Linked DNA regions of Mus musculus: all the other regions are linked to region 7. A link is a contact called in public Hi-C, HiCAR-type and promoter capture Hi-C data. All regions are on one chromosome and are shown on one strand. Each heading gives the region's core, a stretch centred on a gene start, on an enhancer-like site or on the middle of the called end of the contact. The rest is flanking DNA. Distances are from core to core; before and after follow the strand shown.

The links. Promoter capture Hi-C pulls out the DNA fragments that hold promoters and counts their contacts. Hi-C and Micro-C count contacts between places; a contact is called where the count stands out from the background. HiCAR-type assays count read pairs that join an accessible place to other places.
Region 1: a HiCAR-type map of astrocytes shows a contact between it and region 7, with 7 times the contacts expected there. The contact joins the enhancer-like site here to the promoter of Marcks in region 7. A contact is called at or near these places in 4 of 39 promoter capture datasets (the C10 cell line, hippocampal neurons, liver and 1 more) and 3 of 115 datasets of contacts at active chromatin or transcription factors (astrocytes, differentiating embryonic stem cells and embryonic forebrain).
Region 2: a Hi-C map of B cells shows a contact between it and region 7, with 5 read pairs. The contact joins the promoter of Traf3ip2 here to the promoter of Marcks in region 7. A contact is called at or near these places in 3 of 39 promoter capture datasets (hippocampal neurons, liver and pre-B cells), 1 of 484 Hi-C or Micro-C datasets (B cells) and 1 of 115 datasets of contacts at active chromatin or transcription factors (large pre-B cells).
Region 3: a promoter capture Hi-C map of pre-B cells shows a contact between it and region 7, with 3 times the contacts expected there. The contact joins the promoter of Tspyl4 here to the promoter of Marcks in region 7. A contact is called at or near these places in 1 of 39 promoter capture datasets (pre-B cells) and 1 of 115 datasets of contacts at active chromatin or transcription factors (astrocytes).
Region 4: a contact with region 7 is called in a HiCAR-type map of astrocytes, with 6 times the contacts expected there. The contact joins the enhancer-like site here to the promoter of Marcks in region 7. A contact is called at or near these places in 4 of 39 promoter capture datasets (the C10 cell line, hippocampal neurons, liver and 1 more) and 2 of 115 datasets of contacts at active chromatin or transcription factors (astrocytes and bone marrow-derived dendritic cells).
Region 5: a contact with region 7 is called in a promoter capture Hi-C map of pre-B cells, with 7 times the contacts expected there. The contact joins the promoter of Fyn here to the promoter of Marcks in region 7. A contact is called at or near these places in 2 of 39 promoter capture datasets (hippocampal neurons and pre-B cells) and 1 of 115 datasets of contacts at active chromatin or transcription factors (astrocytes).
Region 6: a HiCAR-type map of astrocytes shows a contact between it and region 7, with 5 times the contacts expected there. The contact joins the promoter of Rev3l here to the promoter of Marcks in region 7. A contact is called at or near these places in 1 of 39 promoter capture datasets (cranial neural crest), 1 of 484 Hi-C or Micro-C datasets (embryonic stem cells) and 1 of 115 datasets of contacts at active chromatin or transcription factors (astrocytes).

What each region holds. Positions count from the first base shown.
Region 1 is chr10:39,501,228-39,503,927 of GRCm38.p6, reverse strand. All of the region lies in intron 3 of Fyn (Fyn proto-oncogene), which reads right to left. Among named protein-coding and RNA genes, the nearest start is that of Gm40627, 88 kb to the left of the region's middle. Within about 2 kb of position 1,382, at least 48 of the 459 cell types and tissues checked have an H3K27ac peak or open chromatin away from gene starts, as enhancers often do. A contact at or near this core is called in astrocytes and embryonic forebrain, where this site is marked.
Region 2 is chr10:39,611,671-39,614,370 of GRCm38.p6, reverse strand. It overlaps Traf3ip2 (TRAF3 interacting protein 2), which reads right to left and starts at 1,437. Exons shown (of 9, transcript NM_134000.3): 1 at 1,025-1,437. It overlaps Gm16364 (predicted gene 16364), which reads left to right and starts at 689. Exons shown (of 6, transcript NR_152259.1): 1 at 689-887.
Region 3 is chr10:34,296,012-34,298,795 of GRCm38.p6, reverse strand. It overlaps Tspyl4 (TSPY-like 4), which reads right to left and starts at 1,375. Exons shown (of 1, transcript NM_030203.2): 1 at 1-1,375. The coding sequence starts at 1,282. The coding sequence ends at 62. It overlaps Gm26564 (a long non-coding RNA gene), which reads left to right and starts at 1,372. Exons shown (of 5, transcript XR_871568.2): 1 at 1,372-1,453.
Region 4 is chr10:39,404,949-39,407,710 of GRCm38.p6, reverse strand. The region is part of intron 2 of Fyn (Fyn proto-oncogene); the gene reads right to left. Among named protein-coding and RNA genes, the nearest start is that of Fyn, 37 kb to the right of the region's middle. Within about 2 kb of position 1,255, at least 18 of the 459 cell types and tissues checked have an H3K27ac peak or open chromatin away from gene starts, as enhancers often do. A contact at or near this core is called in astrocytes, where this site is marked.
Region 5 is chr10:39,368,492-39,371,191 of GRCm38.p6, reverse strand. Fyn (Fyn proto-oncogene) reads right to left here and starts at 1,393. Exons shown (of 14, transcript NM_001122893.1): 1 at 1,002-1,393. It overlaps Gm31616 (predicted gene, 31616), which reads left to right and starts at 1,580. Exons shown (of 2, transcript NR_168583.1): 1 at 1,580-1,697; 2 at 2,587-2,700.
Region 6 is chr10:39,730,870-39,733,690 of GRCm38.p6, reverse strand. Rev3l (REV3 like, DNA directed polymerase zeta catalytic subunit) reads right to left here and starts at 1,531. Exons shown (of 32, transcript NM_011264.3): 1 at 1,078-1,531. The coding sequence starts at 1,216. It overlaps E130307A14Rik (RIKEN cDNA E130307A14 gene), which reads left to right and starts at 1,684. Exons shown (of 3, transcript NR_038037.1): 1 at 1,684-1,953.
Region 7 is chr10:37,137,658-37,140,357 of GRCm38.p6, reverse strand. It overlaps Marcks (myristoylated alanine rich protein kinase C substrate), which reads left to right and starts at 1,432. Exons shown (of 2, transcript NM_008538.2): 1 at 1,432-1,924. The coding sequence starts at 1,823. 5930403N24Rik (RIKEN cDNA 5930403N24 gene) reads right to left here and starts at 826. Exons shown (of 3, transcript NR_166104.1): 1 at 1-826.

The DNA of each region.
Region 1 (2,700 bases), core at 133-2,632, 2.4 Mb before region 7:
TGCACCATGTTGATGAGTTCAAGTTCCCTTGTTTCAGTTCTCAACTGAATTTGTATGTAAGTTGAAACAATCACATAGTAATAAAGCATAAAACTGGAGATGGGAGGGGAGCACATTAAGAGGCAACTTCTGGAAGGCACAATAGCTAACCAGTCAAGAGCAGTGAGCGTGCTTTCTACTCCTTGCTGGGTGCTGAGGGGTTGTGCAGCAAGCAGGCAGTGAGAACACACAGAGAGAGCTGCAGAAACCTTACTGTGGCAAGGGAAGCAGAGGCACTGATGTCAAACCTGAGGACGCAATGGGTGATCACGCCAGACCTGGGCATGAAAAGGTCAGCTTAGGAACTTTGGGAAGGTCATGAAACACCTGACCCTCCGGAAGGGAGAGGCTAATTACCATTTCTCAGACCACATGGCAGGATCGGACCTGCCGGTGGGGACACATTCCACAGTACTGACTGTTGCCACCTTCAGACAAGGAAAGTCTTTGTCACCTCATTCCCTAAAGACCAATCAGTTTAAAGGGTGCACTATTCCACCAATCTTATTGTGCCTAGTTGCTGATGCTCTATTCTGCCCCTGGAAACCATATAAGAACTCGCTGGGATATTGGGAGTAGCCACCACTCCTTCGGGTCTGGGATGGCCCCAGTGCACTGGAGCAATAAATTCCTCTTGCTTTTTGCATCGATCCCGGCTTCACGTGGTTCACTCAGGGGGTCCCAGGTAAGCTAAGGCTCCCCAGAGTCTTACAGGCAGACAAGGTGGGGGCAATGAATATGCTTCAGTTCTAAGTCCTATATGCTTGGAGACCCTAACCATGTAGGAATGACAATCCTTAATTAAGCAGGCTCTTCCTGGAACTGAGGGCTTGGACTGGGCTGAGCTGTGTACTGGCCAGCCCTAGGGAAGGGAGGTCTAACCAGCACTCACTCTCTGGATGCTGCTGGTTGTAGAGGCAGGGGGATTTGTCCTTATGCTTGTTGTTTTCACCCTTTCCAGCTGACACAGCTTTGACTTTTCTTTTTTCTTTTTCTTTTTTTTTTTTTTTTTTTTTTTGAGACAGGGTTTCTCTGTGTAGCCCTGGAACTCACTCTGTACACCAGGCTGGCTTCGAACTCAGAAATCCACCTACCTCTGCCTCCCAAGTGTTGGGATTAAAGGCTTGCACCACCACTGCCCAGCTAGCTTTGACTTTTGAGCTAGTTTTCCTGAATCCCGGTGGAGCACAGGAGGGAGCAGCCCCACTTTATACAACTTAGCACTCTTCTGAAACACTAAGGTCTGCTGGATACATCACTTCTCACTGCCCATATCCAGTCAGGCTTGTTTCCCCCACTCTGCACATGCTCTGTAGAACCACGGGCTTCTAGTCGCAAACTAGCACAAGCAGGAAAGCCAGTGTCACATCTGCGGCTCAGTCGCAAAGCCTGGCTCTCTGGCCTCCTCTGTTTTAGTAACAGTTGTAGCGGGACTGGCGGTGGGCCAGGAGTCACAGTGTCACCTGGCATAGGCACAAGCAAACACACTAGAACAAAGCGGCTGCCTGAACAGGCATCGCCAATGTCCTTTCTATAGGTAGGAGGAGGATGAGAGCCCAGGAGGTTCCTTCTCAGGCAGGACAAAACCTCACTCCGCAGATCCCCCCAGTCAGCATGGGGGTTCCTGGACAGATGATTCTGCATGAGCCCCAGCCTTTCAGAAAACAGGGGGTTCTTTCTCTTCCTTTAATTCAGTAGCACTAGTCACGAAGATCCAGCTCTCACAGAAGCAGATGGCCGGAGGGTGGGATGGCTCAGTGAGTAAGGATGCCTACTGCAAAGCCCACAGGTCTGAGTTTGATTCCTGCTAGAGGGGAGAACTGATGGCTCCCAAGTTGTCTGACCTCCACTCTTCCATGCCACGCCTTGCATGGAAGCTTTGCCCGGGCACACACACAGATTAAGTAAAAGTGTAATAAAAAAAAAAAAAAACAAAACAAAACATGAAAAGCGCATCGAAAGGAGCAAGCTTGGGACAGTGGGCGTGGCATCCCCATCGCTTGCCCCTTTGCTCGGAAGCACGGTTGTGGAAACAGCCACAGCAGAATCTGCCAGCCGCCATCTGCATTGCAAGTCTGAAGTGAGGCAGGCGTCTCCTCTGAAGAATGACAGGGAGCCCTGTGTCTCCCAACCACTGGGACTGCGTGTTGGCACTTCCTCCAAGCTACAAGGAACGCAGGAGCACAGCAGCAGCCTCTGCATCCAGCAGTGATTTAGGATTTCAAAGCTGCAGCAGCAGATTGGTGTGAATGTTGATAAACCAGGCAGTTGGGAAACACACTCAGCTTGAATTCCTGGGCTTCTAAGAGCAAAGAGCAGTGACAAAGGAGGCAGAGAGGCAACGCCAGCCAGCCTCCTCCCTCCTCTTCATGGTACAGAGTCTGAGAGGGAGGAAGGGGGTGGGGGTCTCTGCCTTCCTTGAGTTTCCTTCCTGCTGAGGAGCCTGGCTATGCAATCCTTTGGTCTTTCATAAGAGGTCAGCATTTAGGATTGCCCAGTGCCCAAGACCCAGGGGAAATGAAAGGAGGGAGAGAAGAACATGGAGCCACCTGCAGGCAGCCAGCACTGGTTCCCAGCAGCCCTTGGAGAAGAGCATCTGAGGTGACAAACTGGCTACTCTGAGGAAGGAGCTGCTACCGCCTCTGCTAACGCACTGAAGGC
Region 2 (2,700 bases), core at 188-2,687, 2.5 Mb before region 7:
TAATCAGTAAACAAAACAAGTTTTAGAGACCACCCATTATGGTAGTACCCTTCTGGGACTACCCTGGCCTTGGTTTCTTAGAAAAGAATTTAGACATAATCATGTTAGTGTGTGAGTGCACACATATGTATACACACACACACACACACACACACACACACACACACTTTGTGGATGAAGAAATCCAGGCATCTGGGAGCCAAAGAGAATTGCCTAAGAGATGCACCCACACCAAAGTGGAGGGAGAACTTGGAAGCACGTTTTCTGCTTTTTTCAATTACTAATTTGGTTTCTTTCCACGACACCCTTAGAAAAAGTCTCTAGTCTAAGAGGCCACTGTGAACTAGGAAGTCACAGAGAAGGCAGCTTCCAAGATCCAGTGTTTCTTCTCTGGCCTCCCCAGCACCATCCAGACCCAGCAAACCACTGGCTAAAGGAAATGGAGGCCTGGGGGGGGGGGGAATGTGGGGGGGGGGCGGCGAGCACTTTCTGACCCAAGAATGTGAGGCTGGTATTTTCCCCCAGCATAAAATAGAGAAAAACTGGGAGTTGGCCTTCCCGCAGTCCCTGACGTGTCTTGGGCTGAAAGCCAAGTACTTAATCCTTTCTACCATGGCTCCCTCCTTGGAGAAACAGTTTTGATTCGTTTTTAAAGACAGGTTCTTGCTACGTCACCCAGGCTGGCCCTGAACTCACTGCGTACTTTGATTTCTTGATGGCTGACTATGAGTACTGAAAACTCCAACCCGGCAGCGTGTAGTGCTGTGTGCCTCTCCTTATAGAGTTAAACTCAGCCAGGCCTGCCCGAGAGAAACCCTAAACTGGCGCCACATTCCTGCTGGAACTCTGTCACAGTCTCAGCTCAAACTGGCCTCCAGATGGACAAGGTAAAGGTGGGGGCATGAGGGCGGAGGGCGGAGGGAAGTGAGATCAGGACCTTGTGGCAACAGAGAAGCCAGTGGACTGGAAAGCCGGCCAGTGGTTAAAGAGGTCAGAGCAGCCAGGCACCAGTGAGTTCACTTACCTAAGATCGCCACCGACAGACGGCCCAGGGGGTGGTCGCTGGCTCTGCTCACGGGGATCCACCTTGGGCCGCTCAGACCTCCCTCGCCCTCTCCAGTCCCAGGTAAGTGGTGGAGCAGGCTCTCGAGCAGGAAGTGGATGCTGTATGCAAATCTCTACGGAGAGGAAGCCTCTGCTCAGCCTCTCCCCGTGGGGCAGTGAATCAACCGCCAAGAAGTCACTTTATTTCTTAAAACAGAAACCTCTTGCGTTCACCAGAGAGAACCAGCAACCAATTAGGCTGCATCCTGCTTTTACCACCCAGATAAGAAACTGTGAGGAATGCCCCGGGCTTCTGGGTTACTGCAGCGCCTGAGAAGGTGTCTCCCGGAGACAGAACTTGCGGTCTTCACACTGCTTATTCTTGAGCAGCTTCAAACGAGCCTGGGCCTGATAATGGGAGGGAATATGAAGCAAGAACTTTTAACTGTGTTTTTTAACTCACCAAAACAGATTTGCTGCCTGTAACTATGGGGCAAAGGATTCACTGCCTACAGCCCTGTGCAGGACTGTATCACACACACACACACACACACACACACACACACACACACACACACACCTCTGACTTCTCATTTCACAATCTTTTGATTTGGGTTTTTGTTTGTTTTGCTTTTTTGTTTGTTTTTGTTTTCGAGACAGGGTTTCTCTGTGTAGCCCTGGCTGTCCTGGAACTCACTCTCTAGATCAGGCTGGCCTCGAACTCAGAAATCCCCCTGCCTCTGCCTCCTAACGCTGGGATTAAAGGCATGTGCCACCACTGCCTGGCTCTCATTTCACAATCTTAAGTTTATTTCTTTCTTTTCCCTTTGTTTATTCAGTACACTACAGAATTTATTGCACAGACAGGGATCCTGGAGGCAGAACAATGGCACCATGCTATGTGTGGGTAATATAAATCCAGGTTATTTCTAAAGCACTGGAGGGTGATGGGAGCCAGTCCGGGTGTGAACTCTCAGGCCACCAGCCAGCACTGATCGCAGCCACTGAACTTCCCCCCTCTACCATAGAAAGTGTCTCAGACTGAGCCAGTCCAGTCTCTCCACTCTTGCATAGGGAACATTGCCCAAAATGTCCTCAATCAGATTGCCCCAGGTCTGCCTAAGTATTACACTTAAAGTTGTACCACACATTATAAACAAAGGGAATGTGGCTTGTTTTTAAAACTTTATAATAAAGTGGTACACATTGTGGTGTGTTCTTACAATGAAGTACTACTTAGCTGTTAAAACAATGAAAATTTGTATTCATTTGTATTATTTGTACAAACATGGGAAGGTGGCTTTGAGAAATTATTTAATAAAACATTATTCTTGACAATATATATATATATATGTAGTGACAGAGAGAGAGAGGTGTCCCCAGCATGTAGGACACTGCTTATGACATTGTAGGCAGTCACTGTATACCTGTTGGATCATCACGTCAGAAATGGCTGTAGCTGAGCCTGGTAACACAGGCCTGATAGTCCCATATTTATTAGCTCAGCCTTGAACTTTCTGCCTCGAACATTATTATTAGATCTTAGGGGTTGGGGGAAAACAACACTCCTTGTGGAGTGGCTGAAACGAGGGTAATTGGGGAGGGGCAGCTGTCAGCATTGAAAGGAGAACAGGAAAGGAAGGCATGGAAGGGGTG
Region 3 (2,784 bases), core at 126-2,625, 2.8 Mb after region 7:
GCTGGCCAAGCTGAGGAGGTGGTAAGGACTCCTCTGCAAGAGCTTCTCACGAGGGCAGAGCTTAGCCAGACTGGAACCTGAAGGACCTGGGACTCTCCACTGGCTGCCTTGGTGGGACTCGAACTCCACGGCGTGGCCCATCGCCCATCAGATAGTATTGTAGGGGATTGGACCACAGCTCCCCTTTGATAATTTCAGCTATTCTGTCGAATTCTAGGAGGCTGTGGTCTGAGAACCAGTTGAAGAAACTGGGAATCGTGTTCCCCTCCCTATTCCTGTGGATGTGGGCCTGGGGTTCCTGACCCCGGTGCCAGCGGATTGGCGTAGAGAGTGACACCACTCGACCTGAGGATCTGCGCTCATATTCTTTGACCAGCCCCTCATTTCGAAAGTAGGGGTTGCTTTGAAAGATGAACTTAAATTTGCACCCTACTCTTGGCTGCTTAAGCTCCTCCACCTCTAAATTGATCATGTACCTCATCATGTCTTCATCTTGGCCACTAATCATTGGTGACAGCTGGGGGTGGTTCCGAAAAGCGGTGACCCAGAAACCTGGGATGTTTTGGATGATGAAACTTCTGCGCTGCATGTGGAGCCTTCTCATCCGCCCAAATTTGCGTTCCAGCTGGAGGAAGGCCCTGTCAGCCTGCGCATTTACATTTGACAGCTCTTGATCGATGGCCTCCAGCGAGTCCATGCAATTGATCTTCGGAGCTCTGGGTCGAGTCTCCTCTTTCCCTCCTCCAGCTACCTTTTTTTCCTTCTGTAACCCCTTCTTTTCCTGCATTGCCGCTCCTGCTTCTCCCTCCTTGCCGGTGGCCACAGAGATGGCGCACTTGGTAGTCGTCATTTCCTTGGTCTTCTTCGGCCCCGGCATCTGCTGAGACCCCAGGCCCACCGCACCACAGGCTTCCAGGGCTTTCGGTTTAGCAGGGCTGTGAGGCCCTTCAAGCTGACAGCCATTTTTACTGCTGTCGTCGGCTGCCACAGGGGCTGAGGGTGCGTCCCCGCCCTTTGATGGAGACGGAGCATCCTCCAGACCTCTCGCTGCCGCAGCACAACTATTCTCAGCCACTCGGAAGCAGAGCTCGGGGCCGCAGTGCTCGGAATCCGGAGACGCGCCTCCATCCGCACCGGCCTCACCTGCAGCCTCCATCTCCCGCACTGTGTCGGTTTCCTCTTGGAGCCCCTGGTCCTGCTTCAGATCCAGATCTTCGGAGGCATGGGAGGGGGTCGTGGTGTTAGCGAGAGATAGCTCGTTGTTCCCTTCCACGCCGTTCATTTTGGCAGCTGACAGCCCTGCAGAGCTTTCCTTGTCCTCTGCAGACGCAGCGCAAAACCGCAGTGAGTGCTTAGCTCCACCCCTTTTCCTTCTGGGCTGGTGCTACCATGGCAACCTGTGACGTCAGGATACCAGCTGCAACTAACCGTAGCGCGAGAACTGGCAATCCAGGTAATTTTGTCGATCAAGTGTGTTCTTTTTGTCTTTTTAAATGATGCTGTAAATTTAATCTCATCTGGGAAATTGAGTACATAAATGGATGTCGAATTATATTTTACGTCTATTCGTAAGTCTCTAATTAATTTCGACAGTATCTAAACCATGTCTCAAAATAAATTTTAAAATAGAACCTATTGTCTAATAAAGTCAGATTTTATTCATGCTTCCCAGGAATAGAGAAGCGAATTCACCAGCTCACAGGCCCTCCTTATTTCGGACACAGATTCGATTCATAGCGGCTACTGAGGAGCTGCGCAGAATCAGATTTAGGGGGCAAAAAGTGTCGTCGTTGTTTTTACTTTCAAGCAAACAAGACATTCCTAAGGTTAATTTCGATTTCTGCAGAGATTTTGATGTTTGTATACATTGGCCGACATTTACAAAGCAATTGGATATTTCTTCACTTTTAAATAAATAGTAAACCGCGCCTTATTTACAGGTGGCCACAACGCATGCCATATACACAGTTAGCCCCTGAGAATTAGTGAAGGAAATGTAACCTCAGAGGATTCAATTTCTAAAACGATACACATTAATCCTCCTTTGCCTTGGTTTATGATCTTAGGTTCTGCTTCATGCCTGTGGGTATGGAGCCAACTAACATTTGCCCAAATTTGCCTTTGTGAAGGTAGAATCAATCAGGGTTTTTCACACACTTAAGCAACTGTGTCTTTAAAATAATCTACTTTAAAAAAGAAGGGTCATTCATTCAAGTCAATTTAGAAAATGTATTTATTTATTTACTCAATCATTTATTTAAATAAATAAAAGCTATTTATGTATTTAATCACCACGGTCTCTCAGTTTGCTAAAGTCTGAGAATTCGGATGTTAATCCTTAAGGGATAGAAAAAAACAGAAACTTAAATTTTGCATATTTAATGTTTGAATTTCTATTAGAACAAAGCTTTAGAGTTCTTTGCCCTGGGAAATTGATTCCTCCCAGAATATGGTTACACTACAGTAAGAGTCTTTGAATAGGGGTTTAAAGAAAAAAAACAAAAACAAAAAACATTACCCTAAGAACTCTAATGAGGGAAATAATGGCTCCTGGTTCGCCTAAGACTCTGAGGTGGTGAGAACAACACATGGCATATCATGCAGCTTGATTTTTTTCTTTCTTTCTATGCCAAAGGTGAGTGTTCTCACTCAAAGACAGTTGTCCAGGCTGGCCTGCCTCTTCCTAGCCCTATCTCCCAAAAAAGGAAAGAAAAAAAGGAAAATCAATTGATTATCTAAATAAAATTAAAATGTACACACAAATACCAATTCTTTTTCTGTCCC
Region 4 (2,762 bases), core at 6-2,505, 2.3 Mb before region 7:
CCAACTGACAACAGCCTTGTGAATGGGGAAGATGACACATCTTTTTAGTTCCTGAGGCGCCAGTGCCAAGCAAAAATGTTTACCCATGGCCAAACAGCTGGTTAGTGGGAGAGCAGCAACTGAAATCCAGATCAACTTCCCTTACACCTACCCTTCTAATTAATTTTATTATAAAACTCTATAGTCACATTAGCAAACACAAACAAGATTATGGGAAATCCCATAATCTCAGATCCCAAAGACAACTATTAGCATTCCAGTGTGGTTTCTGTAGGCTTTTCCCGCATAGGAATTTTGCTTTCAAAATTAAGCTTGTATTTCACAAGTGATTTTCTCTCCTACTTTCTTCTTATTTAGCAACCTAAACAGCTGTCCGGCTGACTTATTAATTTGGGCACTCCACATTTTAACCAAGACTGACCTGCACCCCATGGGGCTTTGCAGGTTGGTTACACGAGGCAAACTCAAGCATGGGACATTAGGGTTCTTTCCCACCTTTTTGGCAGTGTACAAGTGTTAGTTACAGAACAACAGGATGTTCCTCAAATTGGAAATATCACCCTCAAAAGTGTCTAACCCGCAATACTACTAGTCAACACATAATGAAAAGCTACGATATATTTATCTTGAAGGTTTCAGCATCAGTGATCTCGCTGGCCTGGAATCAAATGTATCTGACAAATGTTATTATTAATGAAGAGGGTCCAAAAATAACAAGTTAAAAAAAGCTGCCCTTCTCAGCCTCCAGAGACCACGTGCTTTTAATGGTTTACTGCTCCACTTTCCAATTCAGAAACAGCAACAAAGGAGCTACCGGTCCCCACGTCTACATTTGGAAGAACGGGAATTCTTTGAAAAGCAAGCATACTCCTTTAAAACTCAGAGTGGTCAGTCAGTCACTAAGGACTGTGTCACAGCTCAGAGCCATTGCTATTCTTCACGCCATAGACATTTCTTCTCATTCTGGTCAAGTGAATGAGGAGCCCCTGGGAACTTCTGAATTTTCATCAGGTACAGGTAGGAAGTAGAAGAGACTGCAATGTGTAAGTAAGTGTGCCGAATAGGAATGACACAGAGCATGGCTGGCACAAGGGGCCACTGTGACTGCACGGAGGTAACTGGACAAATATTTGCATGCTCCTGTGGCTGTTGTGAAAATTTTCTTAGAGGCCAAGACACCATGCATCTGACCTGGAAACAGACCTGTCTGAGCCTGGCAGCACATGCTCCCCAGGCAGTGCCTACAAGTGCTGCCAGCTCGAACCTGGTGAGGAGAGGACTGGGCATGCCCACTGCAAGCAAGACGGACTCTGCTCCCTCAGTGTAATGTGACTCCTGTCCATGAGGTCACTTGCTACTGTTTCCCTGGTGACAACTTAAAACCCCCTCACTCTTCCTCAGTATCCCACGGTTACTCCACTCTTCAAAAGGAAGCTTACTTCACCACAGCCCAGTGGTGTCCCTTTCCTGTCCAATGTTTAGCTAACCCTGCTTTCCACCTTCTCCCCAGACTTCTCTCTCCTCTTCAAAGTTACTGTTTCCTCATAGGCATGCCAATTGTTGACCCACACTTCGGAAACCAATCTGGTTTTATCCAGTGGAGTGGAGGGTGCACACACACTCTGACTCAGGAGCTCTACCCTCGCGATCTCTCACAGAGAAGCTGCTGTAGTATGCACACTCAATGCTCACGGCAGCACTGATGAAAATAGCACAAACATAAAAAAATAAAAACAGAAATGACCCAGATACCCACTGACAGGAGAAGATACTTAAAAACTGTGGTACATCTTAAAGTGGATACCATGGGAGACAGCAGTAAGATAAATTAATTTCATCATGGTACACAGATGAATCTTGAAAAAGGTCAATGGTATAAGAATATCACTTAATATGGCACTGAGAGGAGCAAAACTTCACAGTAGGTTGGTTATTCATGGAGACTGACTGAAAGCCTTGGACGTACTAGGAGAGTACTGTAACCACTGAGAAATATCTTCAACTCCAAGTTAAAACTTTCAGAGAAACATATTCTGTTAGATCTAGGTTGTCTGTGACTTCTTCAGAATAGTTCACAGCACCTGTAGAACAGCAGGAATCAGAGCAGCACAAGTTCATTTTCCTCCAATGAGTTTATTTCCATCAGACACAGAGACCATGCCGAACTGAAACAAGATCATGAAAGGTGATCACAAAAAGGTGAGGGGAGGCTGACGCTAGGGGAGGATGCTGGGGAGCACCCACTGAAGTGAGGGGAGGCTGACGCTAGGGGAGGATGCTGGGGAGGACCCACTGAAGTGAGGGGAGGCTGATACTGGGGTGTGGGGATGCTGGGGAGCACCCACTGAAGTGAGGGGAGGCTGATACTGGGGTGTGGGGATGCTGGGGAGCACCCACTGAAGTGAGGGAAGGCTGACGCTAGGGGAGGATGCTGGGGAGCACCCACTGAAGTGAAGGGAGGCTGATACTGGGAGCGAATGCTAGGGAGCACCCACTGAAGTGAGGGAAGGCTGACGCTGGGGGGCATTTATGCTGGGGAGCACTTACAAAGCTTGGCAGTTAGAGACAAAGACAAGTGGGTTAGAGCACAGGGCTGGGCTAGCAGGTCTTTCTGAATGCCACAGGAAACAGGGTAAGAGAACCAGTACAAAGTATCAGGTGAACCAGGAAGACTCCAACAGAGGTAGCCGACTGGGACACGGGAAGGCTGTGGGAGAGAAGCCAGCAGAGGTAGCCGACTGGGATACGGGAAGGCTGTGGGG
Region 5 (2,700 bases), core at 144-2,643, 2.2 Mb before region 7:
CGGGATCCGGGAGCCTTCATTTTTTGGTAAGTGTGGCAGAAAAGACTAAGAGATCAACTGCTTCACCAGAAAGAAAGGGACGCCCCAGGGATGAGACACAAGAAGCATGGTGCCCTGGGTACTTTATGTGTCTCTCCTCTATGAACTGAAAGGGCTCTTTGTGTCACACACACACTCACACACACACACACACAGAATGAGTCTGATTTATTAGAGGAAGGAGGGGCAAAACGGGTGATTTTATTATCCCTCCTCCCAGTGAGTCCCAGCAAACGCCTCCTGGGCCCAAGCTTGGTGGCCTCTTTCTAGCTCAGTCAGTCCCTGTGGCCTCAAAGATAAGAGAGCCTAGAGGAGACCAAACAAAACCGTCTACCGACCTAGGGAAGTAGGGAGGAAATCCAGCGTGTCGAGAAGGGAGGAGAAATAAGCTTGAGAGAGCAAAAGGGGTGGGGGGACAGAGGAAGAGGAGGCAAGGCCAGACACAGGGGAAAGGGGAAGGGTGGGTGGGTGGTAGCACAGGAAGGGTGAAGGGGAGGGTGGGGGAAGTGCAAGGGAGGTTCCAGAAATAGGCAGGAGGATGCGCTGGGGAACGGCAAGGGCCACCGAGGGAGGAAGCCGAGAGGTGGAGGAGTGGGGCAGGGGTTGGGTGGGGAGGAAAGCAGCACGGGGCATCAATTATTAAGTGATTACATCATCCCTGACATTAAAACAACACACACAGCCCTGGTCCCCGCGGGGGGCCGCGAAAGGAGGGCGGGGGCGGAGCTGGGCCAACCTCACCCCCAAGCCAATTCCTATTTTCCACCCGGCACCCGCCGGCGGCCGAGGAAAGACACCCCGGTGCCTGCGCAGCCTCGGGGCGGCACCCCGCATCAGTGTCCTGCGTCGCGGGGCGCCCTGGAGGCTGCGCGGCGGGACCGCAGCGGGAGCAGCCCGTGCGGGGGCGCTGGGCCGGGCGTCTCCGCAGCATCCCGAGGCTCCGCGCATCCCCTGTCGCTTACCTGCTTGGCTTGGCGCTCAGCTCCGGAGCACATTCACATGGTCCTCTCCCCGCCCTCCTCCGGCGCGGCCCAGGCGGCTCCCGCGGCTCCGCGGCGGGGCCCAGGAGCTCGTGGGCCTCGCGAAGCGCCGAGGGGGCGGCGCCGGTGTCCCCGGCCCGGCAGCCCGGTCCCTCCCTGGCGCGGGTGGCGGCTTTGTGTGTGCCCGGGGAGTCCTCGAAACGCTCCGGCTAGAGGCGGCCTCGCTGAGCTCTTGACCAGCGGGCGGGTCTCGGAGGCCCGGCGCACGGCGACCCCTCCTCCTCTCTGCGGAGCCCCCTCCCCGCCGGCTGCGCTCCTGACAGATGGCGCAACTGCACCGACGCGCCGCCGCCACCGCCGCGGCTTCTCGCAGCTACTCTCGCTGATGCTCGGGCTGCTCCGGATCCCGAGGGGTTCGAGAGGGGGCGGGACACGCCCTGAGACTGTCAGGTCTTTCTGCCCTATCAAAGGGCCCGCTGAGGGCTGAGCGCCGGCAGCCATTGGTGAATGCGTCGGAGGCGGGACGGCCATGGGTGGGGCCGCCGAGTGGGTTGAGCTTTACAGTGGTGGCGGGCAGCCTGCGGTGCGCACGGCCACAGGGTGTGTGAGAGGATGCGAGGTTGGCGGAGAAGGAAGAGTTGTGTGTCTGAGGATCGTGTGGAGTTGCGAGTTGGTGAGGTGGGCAGGAGAGTGCGCAGGGAATGAGCTGCTTTCCACTTTGCCAGTGGAGACTGGCACCTGCCACTCCAGCCTCACAGCCATGGGAACCTATTTCTCCAAAGAGATAGCCTCGCCTTTGAGAGTGGGAGGATAAAATGGAAAGGTGTTAAGAATGGCGATGGCAAATTAGGGAAGTGAGGAGCAAAGTAGAGAAGTACCATTGCAGAAACTGGGAAAGCTAGGACCAGCAAACGCACAACAAATAGTAAGAAATTAATGACTTGTTAGTCTCATTTTCTTGGGTACCCAAATATGCTCCCCGCCCCCCCCCCCACACCTACCCCAGGAAAAGTGAAAGAGAAGTATGACTGAAATTCAAGGGGCCTGCAACAAAGAGTCCCAAAACCACCCAGTAGAGATTGCTTGTGCTTTTCCCTAGCTGTTTACCAGTGGCCATTGCTCGTCTGGCTCCTTGGGGCATTCAAACTTCTCTTGGTTTTCTTGTTTTCGCTGGTGGCTGAGCTGAGCTTTTTGCTCAGATTTTCCTTGACGAAATAATAGCCGGGTTGGTCTGCAGTCTTTATTTCCGATTCAGCTTTTCTATGGCAGGATGTAACTTCATAAAAAGAAACATTTTGCCTTCCTGATTTTCTTTATAGGCAATTCCTGTTTACTGAGAACTCTGTTTTAAGACATGTTCAGAATCATTTTCTTTAATGATTTTGGTAAGAAACTCATCCCTCCCCCTCAGCAAATCTAATCTTCTAAGAAGTAAGTTTAAGCGAAGCAGCCTTGGCTTCCTTAGGCGCTCAAGGTCTGTGTTATCTTTCCTGCTCAGTACATTTCCCCTGTAGTTTAAAAATACCAGTCTCTTTTGCTGACTTTTTTTTCTTTGTCTTTTCCGCAGTGCTCTTTTGAGAAATTTGCTGCTATTCAGTAAATGATCCTCATGTGATGGACGAGGAAACTGAGGACAAGAGAAGGTGACACTGAGGAATTCCATGTCCGATCTCTTCCTGAA
Region 6 (2,821 bases), core at 282-2,781, 2.6 Mb before region 7:
GCGACGAAGGCAAAGAGCATCAAGTGGGAAATGCCGTCTGAAACCCCATAGGGCTATACCTTGGTAAGAATCGTCTTCCAGAATACGGCTTTACCATTTCATCTTAACAGTTTAAAGCATGTAAAAAGACGCAAAACTGAAAGATAAAAACGCAAAACCTTGTATATCTGGCCCCTAACCTATTTATATTATAAACCCAAAGAGTGTTCCAGAACATAGCTTGTCATTTCCCCCCCCCACCATTTCTTCAAAATGGCTTTTTTTTTTTTAATCTATTTTTAAAATGCAACCCTGCAACCCAGCCTAGAGGAATTTTAAAATGCCTATGCTGCTGAGCTTGGCTGTGTTTCCTAACGAATCCACCCCCATTAGGTGTAGTATTTTATGTTGGGCGACACAAACACGTAGTTCCTATTTCCATGGATGCACATTTCCTGAAAGCATTGCACCTGAGGATGCCGCTCTGTCCCTGTCGAGGCATTAAACTCTAAGCAGTCACGACCTGCACTCACAGAAGAGCCACATGGTCACTTCAATGAGAAAAATTATCTGGCCCCGGGCGCCACTTTCTACAGCCACAGCATCTCCGGCAGGGGCAGAGGAGAGCGAGGGTGAACAGAGGCAACCGGGAGCGACGGACAACACGCCTGACACTTCGCCTCTGCCCTCAAAGCCTTTTCTCGAACGGGGCACTAGGGACACGTAGCGAGTGGCCGGGGTCTCCGCCGGGGACCGACCTCTAAGGACCCGCGAACTCGTCCTTGGGGACGAGGCGCAGCCACCCGACCCACCGAGGCAGGGGCTCCAGCCTGCTCGCCGCTCGCAAAGGAGAGACCGGGCGCCCGCCGCCTCTCTGCCGCGGAGGGGGGCGCAGCGCTCACGCGAGCCCACATTTTTTTTTCTTTTGCGCCTCCTGTCACGCGCGCGAGAGAGAAGGCGAGCAAAGCCGAGAACAGGGCAGACTCCGCAGCGACCCTGTAGAGGGCCGCCGGCGGCGGCGTGCGCGCGAGTGCGCGGAGGGAGGGCAGCCCCGACGACCCGGCGCCCGCGCTCCCGCTCCCGCCCGCTCCCGCTTACCTGCCGGGGTCGCCCCGAAGACTCGTACCACCGGCACCTTCTTGACAGGGAGCTGGGTGAGCGGGGATTGGCAGGTATCCAGCCCCGGCAGCGGGCTGGCCATGTAGTAGTCGGCAGTCACTATCCGCACAGAAAACATGTTCGCCGCCGCCGCCACCGCCACCGCCTCCCCTCCACTCAGCGACCTGGCAGCAGCGGCGGCGGCGGGCTCCGCAGAGGCGCCTCCTCCCCTTCCTCCTCGGTTCGGCTTTTCCCCCCCGCCCCTCGCACGGACGCCGGGACGAGCGGCAGCGGCGGCGGCGCGCGGAGGCTGCGGAGGCTGTGTGCTGCCGCCGCCTCCTCAGACGCTCCGGGCGAGAGGCAGCGGGAGAGAAGCCCTCGCGCGTTCGTCGGGTCGGGTGGTACCGCTGCTGCTGCCGCCACGGCCGCCGCCGCCGGGAATCACACGGGCTCCTCGGTCCCAGGCTGCAGCTCTTGTTGCCATGATGATGATGTCACGGACGCAACCACTGGGGGAGGGGAGGAGGGGTGTGTGTGTGCGCGCGCGCGAGCGGCGACGGGGGGGGGGGAGGAGGCGGGCGGGCGCGCGCCCGGGGTGGGAGGGGACGAGGAGGGGGTTCTCCCCCGCTCGGAGCGCGCGGCTGGGGAAGAAGCTGGCGGGAAGCCGGGCCGCGCGCCGAGGAATCGATGATTCGGCCTGTGGGCCGGGTCACTGCGGCGGGGCCCGGGGAGCGCCGATAGCATGGATAGGCTCAGAGGGGCGCAGGGTTTTGGCGGCTTCCCGAGTTCCCCTCGCCGACCGCCATGTCACATCTTACGGAAGAGGCGGGGGCTGCCGCGGAGAGGATATTTTTTGTTTTGTTTTGTTTTCACAAGGTAAGGGAAGCCGCCAGCGGGAGAAGGGAGGCGCGGCACAGACCTCGGGCGGCCCTGGCCGAGCGGGAGGGTGGGAAGGAGGGAGGGCGGGCCGGGCGGGCGAGCGAGCGGGCGGGCGGAGCGTTGGACGTGCCGGCCCTTCTCAGGTAACGCGGCGGCGGAGCTGGAGCCCGGGCCAGCTCGAGGGGCGGGGGCGCGCGGGCCTCGGCCTATAAAAGGGCCGCCCTGGCGCTCGCTCCCTCCTCCGCCCTCCCCTCCCCCCAGCTCCGGGCGAGCCTCGCGCCCCGCCTCGCCCGCCTCCTCTTCTGCGGTGCTGCAGTGACTGCGCCCGGCCACTTAAGGAGATTTATTCACGCGCGGCCCTGCCCAGCTTTGCCCAAGCTGGGCAGATACACCGACAGCACAGGGATTTCCCACCGTCGTGGTTTTCTCCACCCCCCCACTCCCCCACCGCCTGCCCCTCTCGCACTAGGACAACCACTGTGGGTTCCCCCGCGCAGGCTACACACACACACCCCACACACACACGCGGCACGAGCGAGAACACGGAAAGACTTGTTTGCTCCACTCACCTCCCTCCCTCCACTCCTCTCGCGGCTGCTCGGAGAGCCCCGAGAGCCTTTCAGAGAAAATGTTGGCAAAAGGGAAAGGCTCCTAAAAGTCGGCGTGTTTTCATTCACTCTTAGTGCAAGATTTTACTACGGGTTGACACAGAAGAAAAAGGGGGTGGGGTAAGACATAAAATAAAAACCAACTTTATTTGGAGCTAGAAAGGAGATGAAGTGGCACAGTTAGGGATTGGGGGGTGCGGGGGCAACAGATGCTGCTGGTGAGGATGTTAAATTAGAACCTATGGATTTTGTCTGGC
Region 7 (2,700 bases), core at 183-2,682:
ATTCCGAGCCAACACTAAGAGAAACGAGCCATTCCCTCGACTGCTTCTCGCCTCCATCGTTCACGTTGCAGTCATTAAATGCAAACGCCGAAAGATGTTTTGGATGTTTTCATGAGCGAGACTAGAGGAATATTTATTAAGTTGCATCCTCTATCCCCTCTCCCTTCCAGATACATTAAATCAACGCCTGGTCTTTCACACACTAAAAGCGTCTGGTACTTCGGTGGCAAGGGCTGTAGCGAACGAGAGAGATATCCTACACACCGCTGTAGAGCTTTGCCTTTAGCCTGGGTTAGACGTGGAGTCTCCAGGGATTTTCTTTCTGTCTCTCAACCTTGCAGGCGATTTCTTCTGAGACTAGGACTCGGTCTTTTAGGATTTCCTCGCTGTTGCCTCTCTTCCAGGAGCACACTTGATGCTGTGCACAGACAAGTTCAAAATGAGAGTCCCTCCGATGTTGGCAGCAGGCTAGGAAAACAACCCGTGTCGACGAGAGTAGCTGCCTCCCAACTGTAAATATGGATTCGTACACTCAAGGCTCGGTCTAGTTTTACCACAGAGGAAAATTAATGATGTCGTTTCTTACAGTGATAACATGCTAGCAAGTTTCGATCTTCTGAAAATGGTCCTCACAATGTTTTGTGGAAAAGTGATCGGTAATTGGAATAGTTGGAGAGACGCGATTTGAGGTGCTCCAAGGACCAATTTCAAAATATTTTATTTCACGCCTCTAGGAGAGAAAGGAACGAGCATGGCTTAGGCTGTTTGCTGTTTTTGCGTTTCCCACATCTGGCCTACAGACCTAATTCCAACTGGAGATCTTGCTAGATGAAATTCGATCTTCGTGGTTTAAATACCTTTCAGTGTGGGACGATTTAACAATTGCAGCAGTTTTTTTAAAAAAAGAAACACCCCCCCCCAAAAAAAAAAATCCTTGCGCACTATCTGTGAAACCCTTATGGAGTGCGGAGGGAAAAAATGCTGCTAGCACACAAATCCTACCCATTGTCTTTAACACTCGTATACACACTTATACACGTAAACACACGGGAAAGATGGGGGAGGGGAGAGAATGGCTAGAGACAGACGCGGATATAGACCGGCAAGAGTCAATGCGAGTCAAGTTAAAGCTTTCTCCGCCCCCATCCATAAGTACCCCCTCCCGCGTTAATTAATTCCAAACAAAGCAAGCCAATCAAGACATGCATTATTATTTTCAGGCCGAGGGAGACGAGAAGCACGTATTTTTTAATTGATTTATTTATTTGGAAGACATTAATTCTTGGTCTGAGGCTGATTTTCAAACCGTTTGCAAAGCGCGGCTCCATTGTTCGCCCGGAGCGCAGGCCCCGCCCCCTGCTTTGTGTGCGGCGCGCGGATTGGCCAGCGCGCGCGGGGGCCGCGTCAGCGCCCGCGAGCCCATTCATCTGTGCACTTGGGCGTTGGACCCCGCATCTTATTAGCAACCAGGGAGATTTCTCCATTTTCCTCTTGTCTACAGTGCGGCTACAAATCTGGGATTTTTTTTTATTACTTCTTTTTTTAAAAAAACTACACTTGGGCTCCTTTTTTGTGCTCGACTTTTCCACCTTTTTCCCTCCTTCCTGCGCTGCTGCTTTTTTGATCTCTTCGACTAAAAATTTTTTATCCGGAGTATTTAATCGGGTCTCTTCTGTCCTCCTCGCCACCCCCACCCCCTCCCTCCGGTGTGTGTGCCGCCGCCGCTGTTGCTGCTGCTGCTGCTCGCCCCGTCGTTACACCAACCGAAGGCTCTTTGTTTCCTCTCTTGGATCTGTTGAGTTTCTTTGTTGAAGAAGCCAGCATGGGTGCCCAGTTCTCCAAGACCGCAGCGAAGGGAGAAGCCACCGCCGAGAGGCCCGGGGAGGCGGCTGTGGCCTCGTCGCCTTCCAAAGCAAATGGGCAGGTAAATTCTACCTGTGGTTCTTGGCATTTCTTGGGTGTCTTTCTCTAATCTGGACGCCTCGTCTTCCCTCTGGTCGCGCCCGAGATGCATTCGAGGGAGGGGAGCCTAGCCAGATTCTAGTCTGAAAGTTGAATGGGTAATGATAGCCTAAATTGTCAATTTTTCATAGGAAGGGTACCCTCCACCCCCACCCCAAAGGAGTGGTTCCTAAGGATCCTGGCCAATTCTTGAGTAGACCGGAGGAAGAGTGATAAATCGTCTAAAATGGCGTGGTTTGGAGATTGGCTGAACGTGACTAGTTAGATGCACCCCCCCCCCAACGCCCCTCCAGGTTGCATTTGTATTTGGGGCCACAGTGGTGTTTGGGTGGCTCACGTATTTATTGTCGAGATTGGGTCGTCTTTGAGATTTCTGGTGTGGTTGTGTGTGTGCGCGCGCGTGTGTATGTGTGTGTAGGAAGGGGGGAGCCAACGCGGATGGCGGTGGAGAAAGGCAAGCTGAGAAGGCTTGTCTTATTGTATCCAGAGGCAGTATGCCTCGGGTTCTTGGAAAGGTGGCTGGTTAGAGCCGGACAGGCAGCTTTTCCAAGTGCCTTTGCGATGGCCCTTCCCCTCCCCCTTTGGTAGCTGTGTAATTACACACCCATATGACTTTTCAAATGGTATCCTGGTGTGGTGGGAATTCTCAGTGGGTTTTTGAAGACCCTTTCCTGCCTGCCAAGAAGGGAGCAGTTCTGGTGTTTTGGTCTGGACTGTTCGTGTGAGTGGCACCTTGGC